Regions from separate parts of the Mus musculus genome. Here all the other regions are linked to region 2. Evidence: chromatin contacts called from public promoter capture Hi-C data. All regions are on one chromosome and are shown on one strand. Each heading gives the region's core, a stretch centred on a gene start, on an enhancer-like site or on the middle of the called end of the contact. The rest is flanking DNA. Distances are from core to core; before and after follow the strand shown. Region 1 holds the start of 2310061I04Rik (RIKEN cDNA 2310061I04 gene). Region 2 holds the start of Rps28 (ribosomal protein S28). Region 3 holds the start of Tubb5 (tubulin, beta 5 class I). Region 4 holds the start of Pknox1 (Pbx/knotted 1 homeobox).

The links. Promoter capture Hi-C pulls out the DNA fragments that hold promoters and counts their contacts.
Region 1: a contact with region 2 is called in a promoter capture Hi-C map of liver, with 2.3 times the contacts expected there. The contact joins the promoter of 2310061I04Rik here to the promoter of Rps28 in region 2. A contact is called at or near these places in 2 of 39 promoter capture datasets (both in liver).
Region 3: a promoter capture Hi-C map of liver shows a contact between it and region 2, with 2.5 times the contacts expected there. The contact joins the promoter of Tubb5 here to the promoter of Rps28 in region 2. A contact is called at or near these places in 2 of 39 promoter capture datasets (liver and pre-B cells).
Region 4: a promoter capture Hi-C map of pre-B cells shows a contact between it and region 2, with 4 times the contacts expected there. The contact joins the promoter of Pknox1 here to the promoter of Rps28 in region 2. A contact is called at or near these places in 2 of 39 promoter capture datasets (hippocampal neurons and pre-B cells).

The regions. Positions count from the first base shown.
Region 1 is chr17:35,892,291-35,900,184 of GRCm38.p6, forward strand. 2310061I04Rik (RIKEN cDNA 2310061I04 gene) reads right to left here and starts at 5,088. Exons shown (of 6, transcript NM_001033630.1): 1 at 4,901-5,088; 2 at 3,381-3,782; 3 at 2,994-3,082; 4 at 2,629-2,829; 5 at 750-819; 6 at 387-676. The coding sequence starts at 4,972. The coding sequence ends at 563. Atat1 (alpha tubulin acetyltransferase 1) reads right to left here. Exons shown (of 13, transcript NM_001142744.1): 11 at 6,098-6,177; 12 at 5,967-6,009; 13 at 5,305-5,625. The coding sequence ends at 5,451. It overlaps Dhx16 (DEAH (Asp-Glu-Ala-His) box polypeptide 16), which reads left to right. Exons shown (of 20, transcript NM_026987.2): 20 at 129-380. The coding sequence ends at 257.
Region 2 is chr17:33,820,363-33,827,660 of GRCm38.p6, forward strand. It overlaps Rps28 (ribosomal protein S28), which reads right to left and starts at 4,200. Exons shown (of 4, transcript NM_001355384.1): 1 at 4,072-4,200; 2 at 3,937-3,984; 3 at 2,831-2,968; 4 at 2,674-2,754. The coding sequence starts at 4,110. The coding sequence ends at 2,846. It overlaps Ndufa7 (NADH:ubiquinone oxidoreductase subunit A7), which reads left to right and starts at 4,210. Exons shown (of 4, transcript NM_023202.4): 1 at 4,210-4,318; 2 at 5,239-5,288. The coding sequence starts at 4,268. Kank3 (KN motif and ankyrin repeat domains 3) reads left to right here. Exons shown (of 11, transcript NM_030697.3): 8 at 1,407-1,552; 9 at 1,644-1,844; 10 at 1,924-2,013; 11 at 2,313-2,555. The coding sequence ends at 2,363.
Region 3 is chr17:35,836,909-35,844,402 of GRCm38.p6, forward strand. Tubb5 (tubulin, beta 5 class I) reads right to left here and starts at 1,393. Exons shown (of 4, transcript NM_011655.5): 1 at 1,089-1,393. The coding sequence starts at 1,145. It overlaps Mdc1 (mediator of DNA damage checkpoint 1), which reads left to right and starts at 4,590. Exons shown (of 16, transcript NM_001010833.2): 1 at 4,590-4,771.
Region 4 is chr17:31,560,696-31,567,929 of GRCm38.p6, forward strand. Pknox1 (Pbx/knotted 1 homeobox) reads left to right here and starts at 4,078. Exons shown (of 11, transcript NM_016670.3): 1 at 4,078-4,193.

The DNA.
Region 1 (7,894 bases), core at 3,838-6,337, 2.1 Mb after region 2:
GTCTACAAAGTGAGTTCCAGGGCAGCCAGGGCTACACAGAGAAACCCTGTCTCGAAAAACCAAAAAAAAAAAAAAAAAATCTGATTTGGAAGTAAAGGAACCCTATTGATTTCTGCTCCCTCTTACAGGTACTGGAGATTGAAAGCAGCTGGCTTTTGGAAGTGGCTCCCCACTACTATAAGGCCAAGGAGCTAGAAGATCCCCATGCTAAGAAAATGCCCAAAAAAGTCGGCAAGACACGAGAAGAGCTGGGCTAGAGAGTGACATGGACCAAACCTTGCAGCTCTTTTTTCCTTCCATACTTTAATATCTAGTAAATAAAATTATTTTTGGAATGAAGTGCATGGGAACTCTGGAACCCAGAGAAAGTGACGTGAAAACCTGCCTTATGTCATTGCTTAAACTTTATTATTTACAAGTTAAATTACACAGCAGCTTTACCCAGCATGATGGAAAGAAGGAAGGAGAGTGGAGGGTGGCGGCTGGCTCTGGACATTCTCGTCCACCCCCACCTCCTTTTGTGCGTAGCAGTCCTCAGTGCAGCCTTTCACCCACGTCTGCATCAGGCCTTGGAGCACAGGTGTAAGCTGGGCTCTGGTTCTGACAGCCCCAGGGCCACCAGGGCTCCCACCAGCAGCTTTTTCACAGGCGTCGACGGTGAGTGTGAAGGCATCAGCTGCAGAGACAGGTTAATGGAGGCTGGGGAGGAACACAGACATGTTCTACCCTTTACCCCTCCCAACACTCACCTTGTCCAGGTGATGGCGACAGATGAGGCCACTGGAATTCAGGTAGAAGGTGGAAAAGGCATCGAAGGTCCTGGGAAGGGGAGAGGCATCGTGCAGAGGGAGGTAAGCTACAGTCAGACCGAAGGCCCTCCACACAACACAAATCTTCCCAGGACCTAGCAAGCCTGTCTCCCCCTTCTTTTATGTAAATGTGTTTGTGTTTTCAGTGTCAATAGGCCACCAAGAGGACCAAAGATCAGGGCTAAGCTCATGAGTCACTTGGTTCCTCCCAGTTAGTCTTTTTGTTGTTTTAGATTCGTGTACAAAGTGTCCATTTTCATTATCCTATTCTTGAACCTGACTTTCCTTCCCCTGCCTCTGTCTGGGTTATTGGCTCTCTCTTCTCAGGGCTGGGCAGCTAGAAAGGACAGAGGACAGGAAATTCTCTTAGGGTGAGGTGTTCCTACTGAGGCTGGCTGTGGCTTTGGAGACTGAGCAGAGGGAGGCACAAGACTTTGTCTCATACCTAGGAACCATCTGGGGGAAGCCAAGGAGCCTAGTACAGAGCAGGACCTGTTTAAGTGCATGTGCCAGTACAGAAGACAATGAACGGTCATCTCCTCCATCACGTGGGACCCAAGTACTGAATGGAGGTTGTCAGGCTTGGAGGCAAGCACTTTTACCCAATGAACCATCTCACCCGCCCAGGTATCAGTCATTTAAATGTTTAAGTACAATGTTAGAGGCTTGAGCCTAATAATTTTGGGGGATGTACCATCCAGAAACTTAATCACGTACTCTACCTAGAGTTAAATTCAGGACACAGTGTTTTTGCTCACTGGTTTCTGAAGTGAGTTCATGCATGCCAGACTGGCCTTTAACTACTGATCCTCCAGGAAGTTCTTTGTTCAATAACTAAGTACTTAACACCCATCAGGTCCAAGTAATATAAGAAACTCAAAGTCAGAGCTGATTTCTTTTTTTTTTTTTAATTTTATTTAATGTATGTGTGCTCTGCTGCATATATATCTGCCTATCTGAAGAGGGCATCAGATCCCCCTATAGATGGTTGTGAGCCACCATGTGGTTGCTGGTAATTGAATTCATGACCTCTGGAAGAGTGGCCAGTGCTCTTAGCCACTGAGTTCTTTTTTCTTTTTTTGGTTGTTTTTTTTTTTTTTTTTTTTTTTTTTTTTCCCGAGACAGGGTTTCTCTGTATAGCCCTGGCTGTACTAGAACTCACTTGGTAGACCAGGCTGGCCTCGAACTCAGAAATCCACCTGCCTCTGCCTTCCAAGAGCTGGGATTAAAGGCGTGCGCCACCACCGCCCGGCTAGCCACTGAGTTCTTTTTTTTTTTTTTTTTTTTTTTTAAAGATTTATTTATTTATTATATGTAAGTACACTGTAGCTGTCTTCAGACACACCAGAAGAGGGAGTCAGATCTCATTATGGGTGGTTGTGAGCCACCATGTGGTTGCTGGGATTTGAACTCAGGACCTTTGGAAGAGCAGTTGGGTGCTCTTACCTGTTGAGCCATCTCACCAGCCCGCCACTGAGTTCTTAACAGACACAAAAATCCACTAACTTTTTGAAAAGCAGGCTGGGCCATTGAGATGGTTGTGTACAGGTACTTGCAGGCAAGCCTGAGGACCTGAGTTCAATCCCCAGGGTGTGCATGGTGGAGGACAGAACCCATTCCCACAGGCTGTCTTCTAAACACTCACTTGCTCTAATGTACACTACCACATGCACACAAACATGTTATTTTAAAATTTAAAAAGATAGACTAAAAATCTCTACCCTCAGTAAGATGACAGCCAAATCAGGGTAAGTTAAGGACTGCTGGAAGACCAGCAGTATTAGGGAAGCCACTGTAGTTTCGGCCCCTTCCCTCTTACCGGTAAAGATCCTCTTTATCACGCCTGTAGAAACGCAGGAAGAGCATATGTATGGGCAGACCTATTAGACGCCAGCGGGCTTGCAGGGTCCAGTTCTCAGGGTGGCGGGTCAGCTGTAAAATCTCCAACCGAAACTGTGCAAAATAGTTCCAAACCAGGAAGCGGCAAAGGGTCAGGGACATAACATAAAATGTCCGGCCCCTGTGAGAATAAAGGGACAGGAATATCAGGACTGCAGAACCAAAACTGATTCTGCCAAGGTGTGGGGGAACAGTCTCAGGAAGCAGCTAGAACCTTCTCTGGGACAAGACCCAAGTATTTATTTAGCATGGGTCCTCTTCTCCCTCCCTCGTCCCAACTCTCACTTGGTACGAATGTTCAGGATCTCATTGATGAATTCCACATCCATTGAATATATAGTGTAGTCATGGGAGCGAAGGAAGAGGGTGGGAAGCTAGGTGGAAGAAGAAGGCATCAACTCAGCAGGAAAGGTTCAGTCCTTGAGCTTGGAATCCTCTTCCCTCAACCTCCAGAGTATAACCAGTTTGGCTCCTCAGTAATCTATCTTTAGGGTCTTCTAACTTCCACTCACCCTCCCCCACCCCCGCCCCAAGTGAAACGGCACTTTCAATTTAATGGTCCTTAATTCAAACAGGGACACCCTTTCCCCAAGAAGGCATTTCACAGCACAGTAACGAGGACAAGTTAACTGACTAGTCTCCATATTTCCCTGCTACAGATGGGCTGCTTACCTCTTGTCTTAGTCTCTCATGCATGACAGCCAGGTGTTCCTCCATACTCTCATCTCCTGATGGAGTGGTGGGGGAAGAGTGGGAAGGTCCAGGGGCTTGGAAAGGTATCACAGCCCCAGGATAGGGGCAAGGCGGTCCCTCAAAAAGGCTCCTAAGCCCATCCAGGCAACCACTGTGTAGTTCCGGTCCTGGTCCCTTCTCCCTCTTTCTCGGAGGAAGAACCATACTCAATGAGTTGAGAGCCTGGGCCTGAGAGAGAGGTGGTGGAGGAGCCTGGGGAAGATGGTGGGTAGGAGGATGTGAGGGTGGTAGTGACCGGTGAGGAGGAAAAGATGGAGAAGTCGGTGGAGTGGAGTGGGGCCAGAGCGGGGGGAATGGTAGAGGTCGAGGAGAGAGCTGGTCCTAGGGAAAAGAGAACAAAAAGAAAAAAATCAGACATCTAAGCATGGTGGTGTAGGGGCTACCATGGATTCCAGGCCAGCCAGGGCTACACAGACCTAGTTTTAAAAAACAAAACCAAACAAAGGAACAAGAAATCAGCTCATGCTCCTCCACCCCAGCTGGGCTGATCAGAAGCTTCAAGTCCTACCTGCAGAAGAGAGTTTACCAGAGGAAAGGGAGACATGAGGAAAGAGCGCAGGAGGACAACAGCACCAGGGCCACCGTCCCCAACTTTAGAAAGAACACCTATGATTCCATCATTATCCTGGTTTACTGCTCCATGGGAGAAATGATGCGATCTATATATAACATGTATCAGGATTCTGAAATAGAGCTGTGCAGGGCAAAGAACATCCAAGTGAAGGTGTGAATAGTTCTGAGTTGACTCTGTTGGAACCTCTGGGCACTCTGCCTGCACCTCAGTTTCCAGTAAATAGAGGAGAGGCCTATATAACAGGATGATGAATGTATAAACTTCGTCACCCATAAAGTAGTACATAAACGGAAGCTATTATCATTATATATTACATATATATTCTATATTATCATTTTCTGCACCATTAAATGACAATCGGGCCGATTGCTGAAGGGTGAACTCGGTCACTAACGCTGCTACTGCAAGGATGGCAGGTCACCCGAGGTCAAGCCTGATTCCAAGTCCCTTGGCGCCCAGGAACCCCAGGGGCAGGGGGTCCATGGGGCCTGGCCGAGCCCTCTGGGAGCCTTCCCCGTCGCCGGGGGCGTGGCCGTGCTCCCGCCGTCCCCCGGAGCCCGACCCGGTGCAGCGGCCAGCCTTTCGGGCAGGACCGTTCTGCAGGTGCACCACAGGCCCGCAGTTCCGGCCTCTCTGCCCTGCCCTTCAAGTCACCTCCAGGCACAGGTAAGAACGGCGGGGACCGGGGCCACCCGGGATAGCCGCTCCCCGGACCTCACCGGGAACGCCGGCCCTAGCGGGCCCCGCGCCCCTCACACGTGCAGCACACGGGTGGTCAGGGGCGGCGGGGGCCTCTGCGCCTGCGCGGCCCGGCGCCCCGCCCCTCGGCCGGCTCTGAGGAGGGTCTCCGCCCGCCCCTCCTCACCTGGGGTCGCGCCTGGTAGGCGCGGAGGCAGGGCCCGAGGCGCCGGGCGGCCCCCGGGCTCGGACGGTACATGGTGTTCCGGGAGTGAACGGGCGCCTCCCGCGTCCCGTCTCCGTCTCCTCGCCGGGCAGCGCGCCCCGGAGCCGGCTTCGTGAAGGGGAAAGGAGGGAGGGGGGGGCCGGGGCTAAGGGAGGAAAACGGAGAGACCGTGCGCCTGCGCACAGCGGGCCCGCAGCAGCCCAGGCGCCGCTACGCGGGAGTGCGCTTGCGCACAGCGGGCCGGGGCGCTCCCAGGGCGCCTGCGCAGCCTCTTGTCAGGCCTAGCAAAATGAGGGGAGGTAGGACTGAATATAGTTTCAGGAGAGAGACTGAGGGGCATGTGAATTTGAATAATGACAAGTCACTTTTTGTCGGTAGCTATAGTGATAACAAATAAATACTTTTATTGCTCTGGTTAAAAATAACGATACAAAGGATCTGAGGCTGACAGGCCTGTTGAATGAATGAGTGAATGAATGCATCCATACTGAGGACTAAGCTTTGGCCATGGTTACCAAGGCCTGGTGCTGCGGCGTTCCTGCAGGTTTCGAATGACCCTGGCGTTCATTATGTCCCCACCCACCGTCCAGGACTGGGGGGGTGGCGCCTGGGCCCTTGGAGCACCTGTCTGTGTAGGCTCCTCCCCAGACCCATCCAGTAACAAGACCCGATCCTCACTGGCCGACCTGGTGGGCAGGGAGATGAAGCGTGTGTTAGAGCTGCTAACGGGGAATTACGCTGAGACAATTCTTCAAGGTTGTGGGTGCAGGGTAATGTACAGACACCTGTTGGGTTTTAAGGCTGGGACAGTTACCACGGTGTCCAAACTTAAGTACTCAGAGCACGACAGAGGGGAAAAACACCAGAATTCAAGCCACAAGGAAGAAGGCTTATACGACGTTAGGTAGAAAGATGTGTGGGGGAAACTGGTATCCAGTTCACACAGACTTAGGAGGAAGCAGGAGGAGTAGTGTTAGGCAGTGTCAGAAGGTGCTGGCAGCTGTTAAGGGGGAGGTGTAGACCTCACCTATCCTCCGCTTCCTGTTCCCCCTGCTTCCGTTCTTGGTTGCCTGTGGAAATACCAGGCATCTAGGGAGACTGTAGTCGTATGTGTGTGTGACCTATTTGGTTGGAGAATAAGAAAAAGTGGCTACTTACCTGTACCCAGGAATGAGGTATTGAATCCCCCATGGCGGCTGTAGTGGCAGCTTTGGGCTACCAGCCCCCAGGGAGTCCCCCTGTAGAAGAAACGGGAGATGAAGGGGAAGAGGCTCAGGATGAAAAGGTGGCATGGAGGGGTCAGAGGAGAAAGGAGGGATAGCGTGGGAACAAAGACGATGGGCAGCTACCTCCCTAAAGGATTCTTGTCTAAGACTTCTAGCAAAGGTAGGGGAGGGCTTATTTTATACTTCAAGATTTCCTGTACCATCCTGCACTGTTGCTTTGCTCTAACTGGGATGGTGTGTGATGTGATCTAATTATGTCAAAAACACTTGGGCATGCAGGAAGGAGCTTGCTGAACCATGGTGCCTGAATGTGTGAACTCCCTTAAAATGATTCTTTTAAATATAAGAACTCGGGGCTGGCGAGATAGCTCAGCGAGCGGTTAAGAGCACCGACTGCTCTTCTGAAGGTCCTGAGTTCAAATCCCAGCAACCACATGGTGGCTCACAAACATCTGTAATGAGATCTGATGCCCTCTTCTGGTGTGTCTGAGGACAGCTACAGTGTACTTACATATAACAATAAATAAATCTTTAAAAATAAATAAATAAGCAAATAAATAAAAGAACTTTCAGGCCACAGTAGCAAGGAAGAAAGGGTAGTTTTTAGAGATGGTTGACCCTGTTGGACTATTATTATTATTATTATTATTATTATTATTGACAGGCTTTCACTCTGTAGCCTTGGCTGGACTGCAACTTGCTATGTAGGCTGGCTTCAAACTCTTACCAGGATCCGCCTACCTCTGCCTCCCAAGGGCTGGGATTAAAGGCTTGTGCCACCATGCCCAGTACCCTGTGAGAATTCTTTCTTTTTTTTTTGGATTTTCGAGACAGGGTTTCTCTGTATAGTCCTTGGTTGTCCTGGAATTCACTCTGTAGACCAGGCTGGCCTTGAATTTAGAAATCCGCCTGCCTCTGCCTCCCAAGTGCTGGGATTAAAGGTGTGCGCCACCACCACCATCGGGCTCCCTGTGAGGATTCTTGATCTTAGGCAGGACTTGTCTTCAGAGAGCACTGTGGGGTTTGTGGTGCAGACATGATGAGGTCAAAGAGTAGGAGAGGGATCCAGAAACAGTCCTGAGGCTAGTGAGCCCAAGCTCCTAGCAAATCCACATCTTACCAAGGCTGGCCAGGGAAGGAGGTATATGTTACTGGGGGTAGGGGACCTATGGCTTCCAAGTTAGTAGAGAGGTCTACAGTTACTGCAACTCTAGAATAGAACCAGCAGTAAGTATGGGGAAAGGCAGAGACTCAGAAGGAGGCTGGAGGCTTTGAGCTCTGCTACAGATCTCAGAGCTGAATCTAAGAGGGACAAAGAGCACTGAGACCCCAGGAAGAGCATGAAGCACAAACGAAGCTGAAACCTTAAGATGTTTTTCGCTGAAAATGTCAATTTAGAAAACACAGAAGAACCCACACTTTATTGAGACAACACTGAGAGGGAAAAGGAATCTGGAAGGAGGGAGGGAGGAGGGAGGTCCTGCTCCCAAGGACTTTAGGGGACACATTGAGGCACCTGATCTAATGGGGGAATAGGGGGCCAGGAGAAGGGTCCTTCTACACCCTGGGCATGGAAGCAGGGAAGGAAGCTCTTGCTATGAAGGAAAAAGAAGTCGGGGTAGCACAAGGGTGATCCCCATCTCATCTCAAGACAATCTCACAAGTGTATTTACTAAGGAGGACGGGGGGATTCCAGGATCTAATGGACCAGGCTTATCAGAGACACAGC
Region 2 (7,298 bases), core at 2,950-5,449:
CCTTATGCCTTGATATCTAGCCCCTGCCTGGCCTCAAATCTGTGACCATGTTGCTTCTGCCTTCCAAATACTGAAATTACAGGGATGTAGAGGCCTTTTGATATTATTATATCTTCAGCTGTTCTGAGCTAGCTCCCCAGCCCCAATAACAATCAGCTTTGAGACCAGAGACCTCAATTTAGCACCTTCCTCCCTGGGTATATTATCTCTAGGCCTTGACATTTCCTTTTTTTCCTGAGACACTGTCTGTAGTTCCGGCTAGCCTGGAACTCACGAAAGATCCACCTGTCTCTGCTGGAATTAAAAGCATATACCTAAGCCTTGCTGTTTCCTGAGTTTTTGGGCTCCACTGTCTATCCCCTGGGGGGCGGGTGCTGCTCACACTGTTAAGGTTGACTGTCATCAAGCTGTTTACTTGCCTCCTGCCTAACTCTGCCTCATCTTATTGCCCCACTGAGGCAAATACACTCAGGTGGCTATTCATAACTATCAAATCTAGTGTATACTAGCACCATCCTTGAGTGACCACTCATAATTGTTTTGCTTATGAAACAACATAGAGGGTACCTATTACTAACCTTTACCTGTTACTAACTTCATTATTCTCTTTGTTGGGACCTTCACCTCAGCATGGCACTTTTTTTTTTTTTTTGAGTCTTACAAATTGCTCAGCCCTGGCTGCTCTAGAATGTGCTCTGTAGATTAGGCTGGATTTGAACTGCCTCTTCCTCCTAAATGCTGGGATTAAAGGTGTGTGCCACCATCACCTGGCCAAGTTTAAAAAAATTACTAAATTTTACTTTACTTTTTGAGACAAGGCTCACTGTATAGGCCTGGAACTATATAGCTCAGGCTGGCCAATATTTTAAGTGCTGGAATTACATATCTGGCAAATTCTCCAGTGTTTAAGTCTGTGTCCTTGTTCTTAAAGCATGTATGAGTGGACCTGAGGAGAAATAATTAGCAAATCTTATTTTTAAAGAGGGACAGACACAGGAAAGAACACTTAGCATTTTCAGAGTACATGTAAGCCAGTGGTTTATTTCTGGGGCTATGAGTAGTAGAGGCTACAGGACCTTACTGGCTGCCAACCTAGGTAGGGAACACTCAGGTCTCTCTAATCTCTGTATTTAGTTCTTACACATAGCCACACCATGTATGCACAAGAATGCAATTGGCTGAGGGACAAGGGATGTAGTCCTGTCAACTGGGAGAGTTCTTACCCAGCAGTCTCAGTGCTGGGGAGCTGGAAGCAGTACAAGTTCATTGGTTGTCATTGTCTGTGGTCAGCTTGGGATAAAAGATGCCTACCCACCATCTGTGATTTGGAGACCCAACACTGCCCCCCCCCAACAAATCAGTGCATTTGAGGCTTACATGAAGTGACTAACCTTTCTTCTTCCCAGGGGTCTGTGATGTGAATCACCAGAATAGAGCTGGCTACTCTGCCCTCATGTTGGCTGCACTCACTTCTGTAGGACAAGAGGAGGAAGACATGGCTGTGGCCCAGAGACTTTTCAGTATGGGTGATGTCAATGCCAAGGCTAGCCAGGTGCAATGGACACTCCAGTCCTGATGGGTGGGTAAGGTGGTGTCCCTTTCTACTTTTAAAATACTCGAGACCTCCTTTTCTCTTTTCCCAGACTGGACAGACAGCCCTCATGCTGGCCATCAGCCATGGCCACCAGGACATGGTAGCTGCCTTGCTAGAATGCGGGGCTGATGTCAATGTACAGGATGCTGATGGGGCCACAGCACTGATGTGTGCCAGCGAGTATGGACGCCTTGATACAGTTCAATTGTTGTTGGCCCAGCCAGGTTGTGACCTAACCATCTTAGACAATGTGAGCCACTAGCAAGGGCCTGGAGTAGTGGTGGTGGTTGCCTCTGTAGCCCAGGGACCAATGTCCTATTACTTCTCAGGAGGGCACAAGTGCCCTGGCCATTGCACTGGAGGCTGAACAGGATGAGGTGGCTGCACTGCTCCATGCCCACCTGACATCAAACCACCAGGTAAGTGTGGTCCCCAAGAAACAAAGATGTTAAGCACCTTCAGAAGACCAAAGATGGAGAAACTGCCAAACAGGTCAGTTATTTCATGCAAGACTCAAATGGGGATGAGCAAGTGCTGGGTCTCCTGCATCACTGATCCCAGTTATTTACCAACCAAGCTAGGGTAGGTATCTAACATGGATTCAACCTAGGAAGCTTGGAAGATTGTTTCTTATTTCTTCCATCCTTCTACTGCACTGCCCCCCAGTGGGTGTCTGAAACTAGCCTTTTGCCTATAGGACCCCTTTTCTTTGTTCTAGGGACAGTCTTCCACAGGGTCTCCCACTGCAAAGGAATGCAATGACAAATGAGGAACCTCTACCTCTGTGAGCTGCTAACTACATCTAGACTCTCTCTGCTGTCTGAATCACAGCAGGGCACCTTGAGAAGATGCTCCCTCTAGCTTGTTAGGATGCTGAGGGGAAAGAGTGAGGCAAAGCCTGGGTAATGCCATATCCCTCAACTCACTTCATGAAACATCCTAATAAAAGTATTTCTACTAAGTTCGTATTGTGTGGATGGAAGCAGTAGGAACAAACACCTATGGGGAGGGGGGCTTTCAAAGCAGAGTGCATGGTCACTGGAGTTTTTATAAAGCCAAGACGCTGCTGGAAAAACCAATTTCTAGACAAGAATTAATATAAATGCTTTATTTAACAGTTGCAGATCATTCCGTGGGCTAAGTAGTGGATATCCAGAACCCTGTAAACAGACCCAAGCATTAGATAGAGTGCCTTTCTTACCTCCTAACAAGTCCCTCCCAAGGGTTGCCACTTACCCACCAGCTGCAAGATTAACGCAACCTTCGAGCTTCTCTTTCTGACTCCAATAGGGTGAGCACGTCACCCTCTCGAACGGGGCCTTTGACATTTCGGATGATAGAGCGGCTGGTGTCATCCATGAATTCCACTCGCACCTACAAGCCCAATACAAGAGTTAAATGCTGCTACTTACTAGTGGGGTGGAAAGGTAATATGGACCAGAGCCTGGGACAGGGGCTGGTCAGGTCAGATGGTTCAGCAGTTACAAGCATTTGTTACTCTTAAGGTCTCATTTGCCAGACCAAAGGCATTGAATCACTCACATGATAGGGTCTCTGTAGCCTGATCTGACCTTGAAATCCTGTGATCCTTCTGGAATTACAACACCCTCCCCACTTACAATTTTATCTGGGTGCCTCCAACTTACTTCAGGCTGGCCCTGATCTACGGGTCCCCCTACCTTAGTTTCTTAATTAGCTGTGATGGGAGACCTGGGTATAAGCCAGGGGAACGAACGGTCAGGGCATCTTTAGCCTAGGCTTGTCTGTCTCCTGGAGTAGGTGAGATGCCCTACCGTTCTTGTTCTATGTGGTGGACCGAGGCAAGCACACTATCAACAGTGGCCCAGGTTTTTTCGGTACTGGATCATTTTGTAGCCTAAGCTTGACTGGAACTCCAAGTGAACTTCCTTAGACATCTTTAATTACTAGCTTTGAGTTCAGTACTCAAGTTTTTTCGGGTTCTTTGTATGGTAAGCAAGTCTACTACTGACACACAGGTCCCGCCAACTCCACCTCTTTAAAAACCAAATCTTTTAGCTGGGCAGTGGTAGCCCGCGCCTTTAATCTCAGCACTTGGGAAGCAGAGGCAGGCGGATTTCTCAGTTCGAGGACAGCCAGGGTTACACAGAGAAACCCTGTCTAGAACACCCCCCCCCCCCCAACAAAAAACCACCAAAGCTTTCAAAGGCAGTCTTACTACGGTATCCGCGTTTCTTACAAAGTCATATCCTCCCTGAACCTAGCTACTAGAATTAAACGTCACCAAATCCAGTTATAATCCTGGTACTCGGGAGGACTCCGCTCCGACCCCAGGAAGTGGTCCGAATGTTCCCATCACTCACCTGCGTGCACTGTCCCTGCGAACCGGTCCTGCCCAGCACTTTGGTTACCTACAGGAAATAAGGGAAAGTTAGGCTCGACATGTTCAGCTTTCTTCTCTCTTTATTCAGGTTTCTAAACACCCGCAGTCGCCTCACCCTAGCCAGCTTGATGGGCTGCACGCGACTCGTGTCCATGATGGCGGCGATCTGGCGGAGAGGAGTCACGTGAGCAGGGGATGCCTTTTATAGTCGGCTCTGACCACGCCTCACTTTCGCTCTCGCGAGACCGCACGCGGTACCCAGGAATCCTCGGGACAGAGTCGTCACCAGCGTCCTTCGGAGCGGAAGGAATATGGCGTCCGCTACTCGCGTTATCCAAAAGCTGCGGAACTGGGCGTCTGGGGTGCGTGTGCTGTTCCGATCCGGGCCGGGAAGGATTTGGGTTCTGTACGCCCTTGAATCCTATCCCCCTTAACATCTCCTTAGTTCAGTGGATAATCCAGGATCCCTGAATTTGTGACTCCAGTAGTCAGACTCAAGGTCCTAAATGTTTTTGGCCGGGTTACTGGGATTTCCTTGGCCTTAGATTGCCTGGCTTTAGCTCCCCCCCGCCCCGCCCCTCTTCCTATCCCTTTCTCTCTTCGCCTCATTTGTCTCCCACGTGAGACCAGGTGTTTCCTCATCCCCCGTATCAGCTTGGAATCTTTGTTTGTTTGTTTGTTTTTGTTTTTGTTTTTCTTTTTCGAGACAGGGTTTCTCTGTGTAGCCCTGGCTGTCCTGGAACTCACTTTGTAGACCAGGCTGGCCTTGAACTCATAAATCCGCCTGCCTCTGCCTCCCGACTAGGATTAAAGGCATGCGCCACCACGCCCGGCTATCAGCTTGGAATCTTGTGCCCCTGTTTTTGGAAGGCTGAGGACCAGTTTTTAGATTTTGGAAGAAAACAAAGAGGTCAGGGAAGCTGTAGATCTCTGCAGCTCCTGGGAGGTTGGAGATGGATAAGAGGAGAGATAATTTAGGGTCCAAGAAAGGAGGTATATCTAGCACTGGAGCTTAGTAAGCAACTGTTTGGGTGAGAATTCCCATAATGTTAGGGTAAGCACGTTTAGTATATTGACCCATATACAGAGGAGATTTTCTTTAAAAGGAAGGCTTTTTAGGTTAGATCTTGGAAAGGCTGGAAACTTAGCCTTAAAGTTTTGTAAGCCATGCCCTTGCCTTTCTTCATATGCATGACTTGTAAACTTACCCTAACTGGCTACTTCTGTTCGCTAACCCTATCCTGGGGTTCCCTAGTTTCTGACTTCTTCTCTCCTCCCACAGCAAGACCTGCAGGCGAAGCTACAGCTGCGCTACCAGGAGATCGCCAAGCGGTGAGCAGGCCGTGCTTGCTGCCTTCATCCTGACATTCTTCCACCAAACCCAAGGCTGGCCATAGTGGTACAGTCTTTAATCCCAGCACTCGGGAAACAGGCAGGCTGAGTTCTGAGTTCAAGGCCTGCCTGATCTACATGATGGGTTCCAGGTTAACCCCTGTCTAATAAACAAACGTGAAAAAACAACCCTAAATTTGCTGTTCTCTTGAACTTTCCTTGGAGAATTGAGCAGAGATCTTTCTTGTCAGGCTGTGAAAGCAAAAATTTAACTTTTAACTTCATTGGGTTGTCTTGGAATAGTTAGGAGATAGGTTGTATTATTTGTTGGTCTCTTGGGTAGCTTTGCAGTCTTCATTGTGACCACCCACATGAAATGCTATGTTCTCAAGCTACTGAAGGGGGAGGATGAGGCCCATGTAGGCCAAGTCATTGCTTAAAGTCAGTTTTGATCACATTTATATACTGATGAGTCTTTGCCTTGTCCTCAGGCTTTTGGATGCCAATACAAACGAGTGTTCTTGCTTTGTGGGGTTGGTGGCTTTAGCACTCAGAGACTCCACCTCACTTTGCTGAGTTCAGAATGAGCCCCTGTGTGAAAACCCAGCAGACGCCAAGGGAGGGAAATATCTGAAACAGTGCCCAGTCTGGTCTCAAAATTGTCGTGTAGCTGCAGTATGGCCTTACACTCATGATCCTGCTTCTGTCTTCAAAGCGCTGGGATTTCAGCAGTAGATACCACTATACGTATATAGCAGTATACGTATATAGCAGTATACTAGGTTTACGTAGTGCAAGGGATGCCTTTATCAAGTGAACTACACCAGCCCTCAACTTAAATTCTATCTTCATCTTTTTTTCTTAAAAGATTTTTAGATTTATTTATACTCATATGTGTGTTGTGCCTGCATGAGTTTATGTATATGGGCCTGATGCCTGTGAGTTCAGGAGACTGCGTGAGAACCCCTGGAACTAGAGTTTCGGGTGATTGTGAGCCACTATGTGGGAATCAAATTCTGGTTCTCTCCAAGAGTAACAAGTAAGTGCTCCACCCAGAGAGCCATCTCAACAGCCTCATAATTGTCTTTATTTCTTTTGTGGATGTTGTCAGGGAGGGATAAATACAGCATGCATTAAAAAAACATTTATAAAAACAACATTTATCTATCTATCTATCTATCTATCTATCTATCTATCTATCTATCTATCTATTTATCTATTTAAGGCAGGTCTTACTTTGATCAGTTTCACATGCTGAATTGGCTGGGCATGTGTTCCTGTTCAGAGGCAAGCTCTTACACTGTAGTCCTGAATGGCATGGACCCCAAGTTGGCTTGAAGGCTGTAAGGGAAAGGAGTTGCACGGATTTACTGGAAATACAGGCAGGAGCCAGCTTCTTCGGGGTAAAGGCGCCCTCTAGTGGTTCACTTGGGTTTTGGCATTGGACAAATGTTCTTTTTACTTTGCTGTGAACAGATGAACATATATGTGAACATAGCATATATGTTCTTCAGGCAAATTCTAAATTTCACAGATGTGTTTGTCATTTTAGAACTTTATAGCTTTTTCCTTTTTAATATTACTGGAGTTATTGTTTATGTTTGTGTGTGTTTGTGTATAGGTCAGAGGAAAACTTGTGGTAATAGTTCTTTTCTTCCCACTATTTGGGTCCCAGAGATTAAAGTCAGGTCATCAGGCTTGGTGGCAAGCACCTTTACGTGCTGAGCCCTCTGCCTGGCTATCACTTTTTTTTAAGTTTTATTTTGTTTTGTGTGTGGATGTTTTATGTGCATGTATGGCTGTACAGGCATTATATGCATACAATATCTCTGAGGCCAGAAGTTGTTGGATCTCCTGGAACTGGAGTTATGGATGGTTGTAAGCCACCATGTGGGTGCTGGGAACTGAACTGGGGTTCTGCAAGAAATGCTGCCTATTGTGCCACCTCTCCAGTCTCCAGCCTTTTCCTCAAAAGACAGGGTATCACTGGGCAGCTCAGGCTGTCCTGGA
Region 3 (7,494 bases), core at 143-2,642, 2.0 Mb after region 2:
TTCGGCATAGGACCGGTGATGGGTGGGTCAGGCGCTATAAACCTCTATGTGGGCGGATTGGAGCCCACCTATTTGGCTTTGCACCCAGGTTGGCTCCTGAAGCCAGGAACCGCCCTTCCAGGCCAGCACAAAAGAGTTGGGGGAGAAAGGTGCGGCCACTGCAGTCGCCCACCCCTTACGTGCTCCACGTGACTGCGGTGGCGGGCCGCTCCTCCAGCAAACCACAAAGGCGGGAGCAGCGCGGGCGGGGCCTAGCTCGAGGGGCGGGGCCAGTGCGCCCCCGCGGGTAGGGGCCGCATTGTCCCTGCGCGCCAGGGGCTCCAACCCCGCCCCCAAAGGGTCCCACCCTTCGGCTACAATTTAGCGGCCGCACTTCCTCCCTCCCCTCCCCCGCTACATTGTTAATTGCTAGCAAAAAAGGGGGAAAAATCTTTAAAAAGCCCCATTGCCTATCTTTATTCCCTTCCTTCCCTCTCCTTAGTCTCCCAGACAGTCTCACATATTTGAAAAGCTCACTTTCATACCGCTCACACCCTAAAGGGCAATGAAAAGTAAAAGTAGGCCCCTATACAGAGTCATTACCTAAAAAAAGCATTGGGATGGCGGGTTCGATGGAGTGTCCAAGCCTTTGTTGAGAGGTAATGCGCACCGGGCACCTCTGCAGCTGCCCGCCAAACCTCGCCCCTTCCCCCCTCCATTCTGTTCCAGTAGAGCCCTCCAGGCTGGGTGGGGGTGGCGCAAGGGGAAAACCTCGCCTCGGCTTTGTCTCGGATCGTTTCCGCATCCCTCCAGTCCTCGAACCGTTAGAAAACCCCTTTTAAGACCAGCTCTTCACAGTCCCTCAGCCTCTCCTTTTCCCTAAACTCGAAAGGCTCTTTTATTAGCTTTCCGAAAATGTGCCAAGAAAAACATTTCCTCATTTTTCAATATCAGAACGCTAGCTACAAATATGGGTTATATTTATACGTGAAAAACTTTGAGGGGCCAAATCTGACGGGTGGAGAATGCAAGAACTCCGTGAACAATGCTCACAATTAACACAGAATTCTCATCTTTACATATTTCAGCTAAAATTTTAAAGTCCTTACCTTAGCACCGATCTGGTTGCCACACTGTCCGGCCTGGATGTGCACGATTTCCCTCATGGCTACGGTTTACTGAAATAATTGTTTTTGATGGTTCCAATGTAGGTACCGAACAAGAAAGAAAATTAAGGTTTTTGGGGTTTTTTTCTTCTGGGCCGGTCTCAGACTGAAAGGATGGACCGGAGCCCGGGAGGCTGCAGCAGCGAGATGCAAGCACGACCGCAGGAAGGTTCTAAGAGGCAGAAGAGGCCGGCGAGCGCAGGAGGGAAGGCGCGCAGGGCGGGGCTCGCGTTCGCGCGGCCGGGGGCGGGAGATAGGCGGGCGCCCCGGGTCTTAGACAAAGCCTACCCAACCAGTCGCTGATTAGACCAACCGATCACGTGCCAGGCGGCCATTGGTTTCTGAGCCAGTGGCGAGCGCAGTCTTTTTTGGGAGTTGTAGTTCTCTATTGTTGTCCACGCTGCAAAAAGAAGTTAGGAATGGGTGGGTACTGTATGAGGAATTGGGGTTATCTTGTGTGTGTGTGATTTTATTTTTTCATGAAAAATGTCCTCACACGAGATTCCTATTTTCTATTCTGAGAGAGGATTTTGTACTAAAAGAGGTTTGGAGAAATGTAGTAATTAGGAGATCTGAGGTGCCAGAGTTGGAAGGTGTGTTGGACACGCCCTGCCAGCTGCCCACCGCAGTAGGTCTAGAAAAGCCAGACTGCATAGCTCAGCGGAAAATCCTGAGAACTATGTTGTCCTTCCCTGATACACAGTATCTAGTTCTTTGTGATCCCAAGACAGGAATTTCAGTAAGGCACAGCTCCCTCGCATCCCTCCAGAAGAAAGAATTACCCTTCTGTTTCCAAGGGAGTTGTCTCAAGGATTTTCAAAAGAGAAACAAAATTGCAAAGATCGTGGTGAAAACTGCATGGAGCTGATGTCCCAAAAGAATGAAGGTGTACTGGCTGGTTTTATGTGTCAACTTGACACAGACTGGAGTTATCACCGAGAAAGGAGCTTCAGTTGGGGAAATGCCTCCATGAGATCCAACTGTAAGGCATTTTCTCAATTAGTGATCAAGGGGGAAGGGCCCATTGTGGGTGGGGCCATCTCTGGGCTGGTAGTCTTGGTTCTATAAGAGAGCAAGCTGAGCAAACCAGTAAAGAACATCCCTCCATGGCCTCTGCATCAGCTCCTGCTTTCTGACCTGCTTGAGTTCCAGTCCTGACTTCATTCAGTGATGAATAGCAATGTGGAAGTGTGAGCTGAATAAACCCTTTCCTCCCCAACTTGCTTCTTGGTTGTGCAGGAATGGAAATCCTGCCTAAGACAGAAGGTGTATGTAAAATCTGCGTGGGATTTGGGCCTTTCAGACGACGCTGAAGACATTCTGGTCATCCTGTCAGGACAGGCTGTAGGGTGGACAGACTAAGAGAATGTCAGTCTTTAGACAGTGCCTCCCTCTCTCAGACACTTGCTTGAAGCAAGGGGATTTGTTTGTTTTTCCAGTTAAATGATTTTATTCATTAGGTGAGTCTGTGGCAATGTGCTGGAACTGAGCAGGAAGAAGGGAGTTGATTGAATGGGCTCAAGTTAGAGGCCTTAATGTTCTCTTTCCAGGGTTTCGAAAATTACTAAGTATCCTCAAAGCTTTAAAGGGATACAAAATGATTAATTAGAGCAAGAGTGGTTCACATGATTAGTCCCCGAATTCTGACTAGAAGGCAAGGGAAGTTCAAGGTCAACACCGGCTACCTAGAGGCTACCTAGACAGCTTGAGGTACAAGCTTTAGCTTCAGTCTCTAAATGAACAAATAGAAAGGAAAAATTAGATTGTGCCTGCCCAAACTCCCAAGAAATACGGATATTGAGACAGAAGGATCATTGCACTTTGGAGGCTAACCTAGTCTACAAAATGAGAGCCTGTCTTGGAAACACAACATACGTGGGGCTAGAGAGATGGCTCAGCAATTAAGAGAATTTGCCCTTCTCAGAACAGGTTCAATTTCTGTCACCCATAGTAGTAGTACACAGACATACATGCAAGCAAACTACCAATACACATAAAAACCTCTTTTAAAAAGAGAAACAACAACAACAAAGGGAAGGGTCTAGTAAGCAGTATCTAGAATGTAAGCAGTATCTAGAATGTAGTAAGCAGTATCTAGAATATAATCGTGTTGTACCAGTGAAAGGAAGGAGGATCCCTGTGAGTTCAAGGCTGACCTGCTAAGTTAGTTAGTTCGAGGTTAGCGGAGGCACATAGTGAGACCCTTCTTTGGCTTAAAGAAAATGAATCAAAGACATGCAATCAACATACAGCTCAAGTCATCTTTTAAATAAAAGAACATTTAACCGGGTAGTGGTGGTGTACACCTTTAATCCCAGCACTTGGGAGGCAGAGGCAGGCAGATTTCTGAGTTCGAGGCCAGCCTGGTCTACATAGTGAGTTCCAGGACAGCCAGGGCTACACAGAGAAACCCTGTCTCGAAAAACAAAAAACCAAAACAACAACAACAACAACAAAGAACATTTAAGTTACATCAATACTCCTTTATTCATTAAAAATATTTCAATTTTGGTTATGCCAACAATGAAAGCGATTATTGATTATTTCGTGCTACTTGAATTTGTCTCATTTACTTTAGGAACACGGATAAGTCATCCAACTTAAAGCTTCAAACGTCTGGCGATTTATTATGGACATATTGAAAAAACCAACGGGAAAGAACTATACAAGCCACTTTCCTGGAATACCTTCATGTTTTATTATAATGAAATAAATTATTTTATTATACTTTTCTCCTCTTTTGAAAGACGACGACAGACTTTGAGGTTTTAGCAAAACAGCTTGCTGTATTTAGGATCTTCCATTTAGGAAGATGACCTCAAAATGTCCGTCATTGGCCAGGCGTGGTGGCACACGCCTTTAATTCCAGCACTCGGGAGGCAGTGGCAGGCGGATTTCTGAGTTCGAGGCCAGCCTGGTCTACAAAGTGAGTTCCAGGACAGCCAGGGCTATACAGAGAAACCCTGTCTCGAAAAACCAAAAAAAAAAAAAAAAAAAAAAAGTCCGTCATTTTATACATTAATACGTACATACATAGATGTGGAAGAAAAGCAAGTAAACAGTCCAAATCAAACGGAAATAAAATCCCTCTGCAATAGGGAGTTCTAAAGTGCCACGCCTACAGGGTGTTTTCCAATCTGCAGCCTCCAGCCACGACTGCTGCCTGCAACCCCCCATTTCTCGTGAGTCAGCTGGCGCCATTTCTGGGATGACCGAGAAGGGCGCTCTGGCCTTGGAATGACTTCTATGATAGAGCCCTTCTAGCCGCCGCCGGTAACTGGCGCCAGACTCTCTGGTAGGCGTTTGGAAATCTGCGCGGGAAGTAGTCCGTGGATGACGTAGCGACGGAGGGTTGGCCTAGGGCACTACCCAATCACGGTGCGGGATTCTCAGGCCACACCCTCCTGATTAGCGTTTTCTTCAGCCTGTTTCCCGCCGGTAGCCGCACATTTGAGCTGTGAGGAGGTGAGGCAGGGGCGGGGCTTCCGACTTGAATCAATCGGCGCGCTTCCAGCAGTAAAAGACAGTTCCAGGAGCCAATCAGCCCACCGACTCTCTTCCGGGATTCGCACTCCCGCCACCTGGTAGCGGCCGTTACTGGTGGCGCGCGCGCGCGGATTCAGTCGGTGAGTTCGGCAGCCCGCGCCCGGGTTACCATCTTTGATTCCTCCTGAGGGCGGGAGGGGCGTGCCCTAGGTGTCACTGGGCTGAGGTAATTTGGGTTGCGGTTTTAGGTTTTTTTATGCTAATCCTTGCTTGGCGCCCTGGCCCGGGTGTAGGTTTGGTGACACGGAAACCTTAGGCCACGAGGGAACGAACTCCAGCGTAGGTACCAAAGATGGTTGCCCTTCACTTGGAGCAAAGGGTCGTAGGCGTCTGCTGGGTTGGCAGGACGGAGTTTACTTCTTGGGGTACACTACTTTTCCTTTCAGCGTTTTCCCCGTGTGTGACATCTTTATAGGTAAAATCCACCCATGCAGTTTTGAATTTCTGTCTCTAGTTTGTCTGTTAGTAACGCCGGCTATGTAGTTACCATGAGAGCAGGATTCATTTTGAGGATGCATGCCCAAATACTGACCGGTACCAGGTGTGCATAATTCCTGCAGAGTAAATAGGACGGACCCGAGTAGGGGAGGTGGGGATGTAGATACAGTTCCACCCGTACTGATCTGGAAAGAGATGTCAAAGACAGAAAGGGGGCCGGGCGGGCGTGGTGGGGCACGCCTTTAATCCCAGCTCTGGGGATGCAGAGGCAGGCAGATTTCTGAGTTGGAGGCCAGCCTGGTGGTCTACAGAGTGAGTTCCAGGACAACCAGGGCTACACAGAGAAACCCTGTCTCGAAAACAAGCAAACAAAGACAGAAAGGGTCTTGCCAAGGAGCTACTTTAATTCTGTGAACTTAGCAGCCACGAGAAAACGCTAGGAGTGATTTAGAGACGGTCCTTAACCCATCTATGTTGACGTTTCTCATCTGGGAAAAAAAAAAAAAAAAGAACAACCATACTTTTACAGGGTTCTTCTCAAGAACAAATGAATCAGTCAACCTAATGTGTTAAAACTGTTTAACATATAAACCCCTCTTTATATGTTAGCTTCTCTGGTTCTTTGCACTTCAAGCTGAAGTATGCTGATGAGAGTGTATAAACTGGGGGCTTTGTGACTCATTTCTATTTACATGCTGTGTTATTCTGAGCAAATCAATTTTTGGAGTTATTACTTCCCTGTCTCGTTTGGCTATTATGCCTGATACAACACAATACTCAATAGAGGATTATGAAATCAATTAGGGAGTGGTAGATGGGCTTTTAAAAACTAGAACATGTACAAGACCCTAAGTTTGATCATCACTAGTTTTCCTGTGTGTGTGTAATATCTGACCCATCAGATCCCATTACGCATGTCTGTGAACCGTGTAGTTGCTAGGAATTGAACTCAAAACCTCTGGAAGAGTAATCAGTGCTCTTAACAGATGAGCCATCTTTCCAGGCCCAGAAACAGTATATTTCACATACCATTGTTTCTCAAAGCCCATACCCTCACACAGGTGAGTGCGTGGCTCCAAGGAGGGTGTCAGATACCCTGGAATTTGAATTACAAACTGTTGTGAACCAGTGTGGGTTCTGAGAACTGAACCTAGGTATTCTAGAAGAGCATGCAGTGCTTTTAACCACTGAGCCACCTTGCTGGTTTTTGTTGTTGTTGTTTTTTAAAGGGGTCTTACTGTGTTGTCCATGCTAACTTGGAAGTCTTGGACTCAAGCAATTACATTGTTTCAGCTGCCCTCAGCTGGAACTGTGGGTATACACCACCTCAGTCCAGCTTACCATGTTTTTTTATGCTTTAAACGAAGTACCCATCTGTGGGCTGAGGCTATAGTTTGGTGGTAGAGCATTTGTTTTGGTGTGGGAGGCTCTAGATTCAGTCTGTAGTATCTAAAAACAAACAAATCCCATAAAGTATCCCTTTCTATATAATGGTATACTTTGTGTCATGGCCAGAAGTATAAATATGTACGTGTTCCGTTTTGGATGGCAAGGTCTCACTGTAGCCAAGGCTGGTTTCTACATTTTTTAAAAAAGATTTATTTTATGTATATGTGTACACCACTGCTCTTTTCAGACACACCAGAAGAGGGCACCAGATCCCATTGCAGATGGTTGCGAGCCACCATGTAGTTGTTGGGAATTGAACTCATGACCTCTGGAAGAGCAGTCAGTGCTCTTAACCACTAAGCCATCTTTCCAGCCTCCCCCCCACCCCACCCCCTTTTGAATCCATGATCTAGCTACTTCTGGCTAGCCTGGAACTTGCTATATAGACCAAGTAGACATCTGCCTACCTCTGTCTTCTCATTGCTATAATCAAAGCTGTACATCACCATGCCTGGTAAGGTCTCTAGTTCTTTTTTTTTTTTTTTGGTTTTCTGAGACAGGGTTTCTCTGTGTAGCCCTGGCTGTCCTGGAACTCACTCTGTAGACCAGGCTGGCCTCGAACTCAGAAATCCGCCTGCCTCTGCCTCCCGAGTGCTGGGATTAAAGGCGTGCACCACCACGCCCGGCTTCTCTAGTTCTTAATTTTTCTGCTTCATCTCAGATGCAGGGATTATAGATATATGCCAACATGCTTTTATCAAATAGATTTTTTTTTCCTTATTGGTAGTACTAAGAATTGAACACTTGGCCTCACATAGGCTAAGCAAACATTCTATTTCTGGCATACTCTCCCACCCCTGAATATTGTTACATGCTTTAGAATAACTGATAGGAAATCATCACCTCATGGTTGTTCACATCTTTAATCCCAGCACTTGGGAAGCAGAGGCAAGGGGATCTCTGAGTTTGAGGCCAG
Region 4 (7,234 bases), core at 2,828-5,327, 2.3 Mb before region 2:
CAGCCAATGTTAGCCCCTGATCTCCACACCTCTCGCACCCACACAGTCACACACATGCACATGCACACAAGCACAGATACTACACACAAAGAGAAAACTAAAACAGAAGAGGGAACAACTCTAATGGAATCTACACATTATAATCGACTGTCTGGTTGCTTTGGCTTTTGCCCTTGTTTTTCATTCTTCAGAGACAGAGCCTCATATAGGCCTGGCTGGCTGGCCTGGAACTTCCTATAGCAAGGATGTTCTTTTTTTTTTTTTTTTTTTTTGGAAGGATGTTCTTGACCTCTCACCTTCCTGTCCCCAACACCAAGTGCTAGGATTACAGATAGGCAACACCCAAGCTTAGCAGGTTGATTTTGATACGAGGGATAGAGGTAGATGTGTCTTGCTAAAATCACTCCGGCTGGCTCTGAACTCCCAATCCTCCAGACTCACAGACTCAGCCTCTTTTATTTTTTCAAGACAGGGTTTCTCTGTATAGTCCAGGCTGGCCTCGAACTCAGAAATCTGCCTGCCTCTGCCTCCTGAGTGCTGGGATTAAAGGTGTGCGCCACCACGTCCGGCCAGACTCAGCCTCTTGAGTAGCTGAGTACCCCACACATTCATCATCACCCTCCTTCCAGACCCCCAGATCCCTTAAGGATACCCAAGGTCCTCCTCTACCCGACATGGAATGGCCTGTGTCCATCTGATACTTACTGGGCTGATATGCACACTGAAGTCCTAGTGGTCAGGGGCTACCATGTCTTTCTTTTTCTGTGAGGTCCCCTGCAAACCAGAGCGGAAGCTCAGTCCTTCAAGTTGCCGCCTTTGTCACTCTACCCTTCTGTGGGTTTTGCATGGAACACACTACCACCTGTCTGGCCTCCATCCCAGTCAATTATCTTTCTTACTGTCCAGTGTGGCTGATCTACACACAGTGTGGGTGACTAACTGGTCCCTCCCTCCCTCTGTTATACCTGCGGACATGTGTCCACCACAAGCACCTATACTCAAGAGGACTAAAATCCTCTTTGCTGTCAATGACAGTTGGGATAAAATCAGGGTAAATAAAATCTGATAAAGTTTTAGGTTCCAAAGTGAGGTCATGTCCAGGTGCTTCCTAAAGAGTGGGAAAAGCAGGTTGCAAGTTCCAAGATCATTCCTTTTAAAAATGGGAACAGATTCTACTTTTTTCTTTTTTTGGTTTTTTTAGACAGGGTTTTTCTGTGTAGCCCTGGCTGTCCTGGCACTCACTTTGTAGACCAGGCTGGCCTCGAACTCAGAAATCTGCCTGCCTCTGCCTCTCAAATGCTGGGATTAAAATCGTGTGCCACCACTGCTCAGCGAGTTCTACTCTTGAATTTCTGCATACGGTTGCTGTGTGTGTGGCTTCTCACTCATGCTCTGAAACATGGCCCTTAGGAAAGTGGTGAAGGAGCTTTTAAAATTATTTATTGTCTTAAGGATTTGTTTATTGTATTTATATGAGTACACTGTAGCTGTCTTTCAGACACACACTAGACAAGTACATTGGATCCCATTACAGATGGCTGTGAGCCACCATGTGGTGGCTGGGATTTGAACTCAGGACCTTTGGGCGAGCAGTCAGTGCTCTAAAGTGCTGAGCCAGCTCTCCAGCCATCCAAAATAATTTATTTTTATTTATGTGTATGTGTACATGTGTTTCTGTGTGTATGGACCCACAGATGACAGAGAGTGATGTAGGATCCCTTGGAGCTGGTGTGACAGGTGGTTTGTTACCTGACATTGGTGGTGGAAACCAAATTCCGGTCCTCTGGAAGAATAATAATGCTTTTAACCCCAGAGACACTTCTCCCACCCCTAAAAGTGAAGCTTTAAAGGGCATTGTAAAGACACAGAATGGGGGGCTGGAGAAATGGCTCAGCAGTTAAGAGCACTGACTGTTCTTCCAGAGGTCCTGGTTCAATTCCCAGCAACCACATGGTGGCTCACAACCATCTGTAATGGGATCAGATGCCCTCTTCTGTTGTGTCTGAAGACAGCTACAGTGTACTTGTCTTATATATAAGACAAATAAATAATATCTTTAAAAAAAGACACAGAACGAATGGTAAATAGCGTTAAATGTATAATATTCTTTCCTTAGAAGCCATCTGGATCTCAGCCCTAGGAGGAGGAGGTCCTGTGTGGTCTCACACAGGAAGCAAAGGATTCCTGGGACCTATGGTATGGTGATCTAATGACCCAACCATTGTGGGTGTTGACAACCCTGGGCAGGTGATCCACAGTTGTATAGAAATTACGATGATCAAACCATGGAGAGGAGTAACAGCCCAGCTTCAGTTCCTGCCTTAACATCCCTTGGTGACAGGCCATGATGTGGAAATAAAAACCAAATAAGCCTTTCCCAGGTTGTTTTGGTCGGGGTTTTAACACAGCAATGGAAAGCAAAACAGGATACTCTCTTTGGTTAATCCCTGCAATTTTTTTTTTTTGTTTTGTTTTGTTTTTTGTTTTTTCGAGACAGGGTTTCTCTGTATAGCCCTGGCTGTCCTGGAGATCACTTTGTAGACCAGGCTGACCTCGAACTCAGAAATCTGCCTGCCTCTGCCTCCCGAGTGCTGGGATTAAAGGCGTGCGCCACCACGCCCGGCTAATCCCTGCAATGCTTAATAACTTTGTTCTTTGAGGCAAGGTCCCTATGTATTCCATATTGGCTAGGACCTCAAAAGGTAGATAAGAATGAATTTGACCTTCTGATCTTTGTGCTTCGACTACCCAAGTGCTGAGATAACAGGCATATGTCACCATATTAAACCTGGTAAGGTTTAATGTGTGTTGGGGATCCCACCTAGGGTTTTGTGTATGCTAGGTAAGCACTCTTATCAGCTGAGCCATATCTTCAGCTCCCAAACCCAGTTTTTCAAATTTTAATATTGTTGTTGCTATTGTATGTGGACAAATGTGTGTGCATACCACACATGTGTTGGTAGTTGGTTTTCTCCTTCCACGTGGGTTCTGTGGTGAACCGAACTGTAGCTACAAAGAGAGTGATGCCTTGGGGTGTCTGTGGAGCCTTGAGGACACAGGAGGGTGTCCTACCAAACACATGCTGCGGCTTCCTCAGGCCCCTTCCAGCCAACAGTCCTGGGGTACAAGGCTCCTCCTGAGGAGTGTGGGGTCATCAGAACCGCTTTAATCTGTGTACGGATGAGAAGCACCGATCACACACTCAGGCGGCCACTGCATAAAACTGTTGCCTAGACAAGCCAGGCAAATTGAGGGCCTCTTTCGCTCTGTCTTTTACTTCGATCAGTGAAGCCACGGGGCCCGGGGTACGCTGCTGCAGATGATCTGGTTAGGCAGAGCTTCAACTAGAGACAACACTGTCCAGTCCTCCTAAGGAAAGGTCTCTTTCTTTCTTTTTCTTTCTTTTTTTTTTTTTTTTTTTTTTTTTTTTTTTTGGCCTGGAGTCCTAACGGACCAGATGTCAGACCGCAGTCACTTCACGGTCAGTCAGGAGACTGCATCCATGGTTAGATCCCAGGGCAAACATCTCAAGCGCTCAGTCCTTCGGTCTTTAAAGATGAACGCCTACCTCCTCGCGCCTACCCCAGCTCCAGAACCTTGATTGCGAGGCGCCGCTCAGAACGAAGGGCTAGAGCCGGGAGGCCCAGAATCGCGAAGGTCCTCTGATGGTACAGCCCGTACTCCCCGCCTGAGCTGCAGATGGTTCCACCCAGTTCCACAAACCTTTATCCGAAGGGAGGGAGCAGACGAGTGCGCAGAGGAGGCGTGGTCTATAGCTCTCTGGGCCACGCCCCACGGCGTGGTCATGAAACATAAGCTCTGCCTCTGGGGCGGGGCAGGCTGCTACTGGCGCCCGGGCTGGGCCGCTGGGTGGGGCCTGGCTGAGTGCGCGCAGCGGGGCGGGACCGGCCTCTGCCCCGCCCCGCTTGGGCCCTCCCCCGCCCCCTGCCTCGCCCCCGCCCCACCCGCCCCGCCCCCCGCCCGCCGTCGCGCTGGGCGGGGGCGGGGCCCGGGGTCGGCAGGCCCCGCCCCCGCGGTGAATATTGATGCGGCGCGCATCGGCGTCGCCCTCCTCCCATTGAGCGAGGCTGTGTCGCGTGGCCCGGCGTCGGCGTGACGGTTGGACGCGGGCGCGGCACTGCGGGTCCCGATTGCTGCAGCCGCTTGTCAGTGTGATGAAGATTGGCACCCAGGTAAGCTGTCACTCAACCGCTCCGCCGCCGCCGCCGCCGCCGCTCTCGCTGCCGCCGTCCCTATCAATCACACCGGCCGAGGCCGCCGCTGCCGCCGCCTCCGCCGCTGCCTCTTCCGCCGCGGGCCAGGCGGGCGGTCGGGCGGGCGGTGCCCCGGGCCGCACTTGACCCGCGCCCGGGGCGGGGGCGGGGGCGGGGGGAGGGGTGCGCCGATGGGGGGAGGGGGCGCTGAGGCCGCGGCGCGGGGGCGCGCCCGGCTTGTTTTCCTGTGTGGGTTCAGGGGCGCGGAAATTTCTCGAAGGCGGCAGGGCCTCCGCGCTGGGCCCGCTCGAAGCGCGCGCCTAACCGTCGCTCACGGAGTGCAGCTCGCGGCTGCGGGGGCGCGCGGGCCGGCGGGGGCGCGCGGCGGCGGGCTGAGGGCCGAGGGCCGAGGCCCGGGGGCGGCGCGGCAGGAAGATGGCGGCGGGGTCGGCAGCCCAGAGGGGCGGCCGGAGCCGGTGTGGGGCTTCCCGGGGGAGTCCGCGGATGGTGACAGCGTGTCGCGCGTGTCCACGGCCCGTCGGGGAGAGCTTCTCGAGGAGCGCTTGGTCCGCTGTGCCTGCTCCGTGTGTATCTGAGAAGGGAAGCGGTGCGGCTAGGAGCACCGAGCCCGGCGACGTCGCGGCTCCAGGCTCCGGAGGCCGTAGCCTGCGCGGTCGGTCCCACCGCGCCAGCCGGGAGCGCGCGGGCCACGGGGGCCAAGATTGAGCACACATCAGGGATTCTGGATAGTTGAGACGTGGGTGTCGGCTCGACAGGGAAGCCTCTTCCAGAAGTGACTTGTTTTTGTTTTATTTTATTTTTTTTAAAGATGTGGGTGATTTCCACTAAAGGATGGAAGAACACGCCTCTAAGCAGGCCTCCTGTCATAGCACTAGAAAAATGAGCTTTCCCTAAACACTCCAGGGAAGGATTTGACTGAGGCGGGAACGCGTTGCTAGCACGCTTTTTGTTGCTCATTCGGTGTCCAGGTGAGGCAGGCAAGAGTCCCTAAACCCTCCCAGCCTGTGCGGGCCATCCCGTTGGCAATAGCGCGCTGAGTCTTAGATCCACCATTGTGTGAGGTACCGTTGAAGCTTAAGGTTCTTCCTGGAGAACTTTGGCCACCAGGGCACCAGGAGTTGATGCTCCTTAAGAGAGACCCCTGTGCTTTAGGATAGAACAAGGATGGCTGGGAAGATAGCTCGGTTCCCCCCCCCCCCCCCGCCCCCAACCAGCTCTGTGATTCAGGGGGCGGCAGTTTACATTTGGTAACGTTTCTGTGGCCTTGTATCCTAACTTTAGGAGGTCCTGATTGTGAATTGTGGAAACAAAGTCACTGTAGGAGTAGTAACATTCAGTTACAAGCTTCACTTTGGCCCTGCACAGTTAAAACCAGAACTGTTGAGAGGAAAAGAGATTTGCCAAAGTTCGAAGTGTGGATCCAGGAGCTGAAACTTTCCCAGGGTCAAAAAGAGTACCAGTCATGTTGGAATAGCTCTCAAAAATATCTGATCTAGCGAGGTGGTGGTGGCACGCTCCTAATTCCAGCACTCAGGAGGCAGAGGCAGGTGGACCTCTTTAGTCTGGGCTATAGAGTTCAATCAAGATAGTCATGGCTACATAGAGAACCCTGTCTTAAAAAAAGTATTGGGCCAAAGTGTCTCATCGGAGCCCCGGATTAGCTCCCTGTGCAGCCGGGCTGAGCAGAGCTTTCCAAGTCCTTTGGGAGTGTGGTGAGGTTTCTGTGACAACTTAAATGCTTTGTGGACATGCCTCACACTGGTTTTGCTCATCTGATCTGATTGCCTTCCTCGCTGAAGATGCTTCCTTTTTGTTTTTGTCAGTTTCTGTCCTTTTTAGAAACCCATGTACATTCAGCTGTCTTTGGTAGGAATATGGATGAATGGATGTTCAGGGCCCTCTTCATGACCTGGCAAATTTTTTGTTGGCAGAGGTGACAAGGAATTCAAGAAGTACAACAGTCAGGAGAGCTTGATGTCCTGATGTGGTGTGGTCTAACAGTGGTTGAGGGTAAGAGAAGTTAGCCACAGCCTTTGGTGGGTTAGGCTGTCTTACAGTTAGCTGTGCTGAAACACAGGGAGTTCTTGTCTAGAGTGAAAGTTTCCATCTTGTCTAGAGTGAAAGTATGTTGTATGTGGTAGGATTGGTAGGATGAACAAAGTGGACTGGACAGTCATTTGGTGCAAAGCAGACAAAGGCCTGGCCACAAAGGCTGCTTCGTGTTACATTACTGAGGGTATGCCAGGTACCTCAACTGCTACAGCCCCTGCTGTTGAGCTATTGTTTAGGAAGTTCCCCCCAGAAGGCAGGCAGTGTGGCCTGTGGTTGGGAATTGTGTCTCTGATGTTCTGTGGTTCTTGGAACAGCATCATGGGAAGCGGATGGCGTAGCTTCTTACTCCAAGGATTTTCAGGGAGGTGGCGGGGGGGGGGAACATTTACAGAATCTTGAAAACCATGAGGTAGGGGATGCAGTTCACTGACGGAACTCTTGCTTTACAAAGCCCTGTCATTCCAAATATCCCTGCTCCAGATGATTTTATCATCTTGGGCCTTTCTCTGGAGTGATAGAGCGTGGCCATCCTGATGGGTAAAGTCACAAGGCCCTTCTTCCCGTCTGAGGGTAAACTGGTTAGCATGGGTTGTCAGTGCTCTGTGTATATAACATAATTTCTGTTCAGGGCAATCCTGTCACCTGAAGGCCCACCTTCTGATAGAGGTAAGCCTTCTCTGGTGACTCTGTGTGTGTGCTCACTGGGATAAGACGACAGGTGTCCAGTGGGCTCCCTTTGTAGTCACCATGTTGTCTCTACCTCATGTTCTCTCAGTCCTCACTTTTGCCGCCTTCCCTTTTGTTAGCCATGGACATGAGACTTCTGTGCTCGTTCTTCCTACACATCACCATCCGCACGGACAGCTGGGAGCTGTCTTTTTAAACATCAAACGCCCCTTCATTTTCTTGCCAGCAACCACAGTTTACTTCCTGTATGTCTGAAGGGG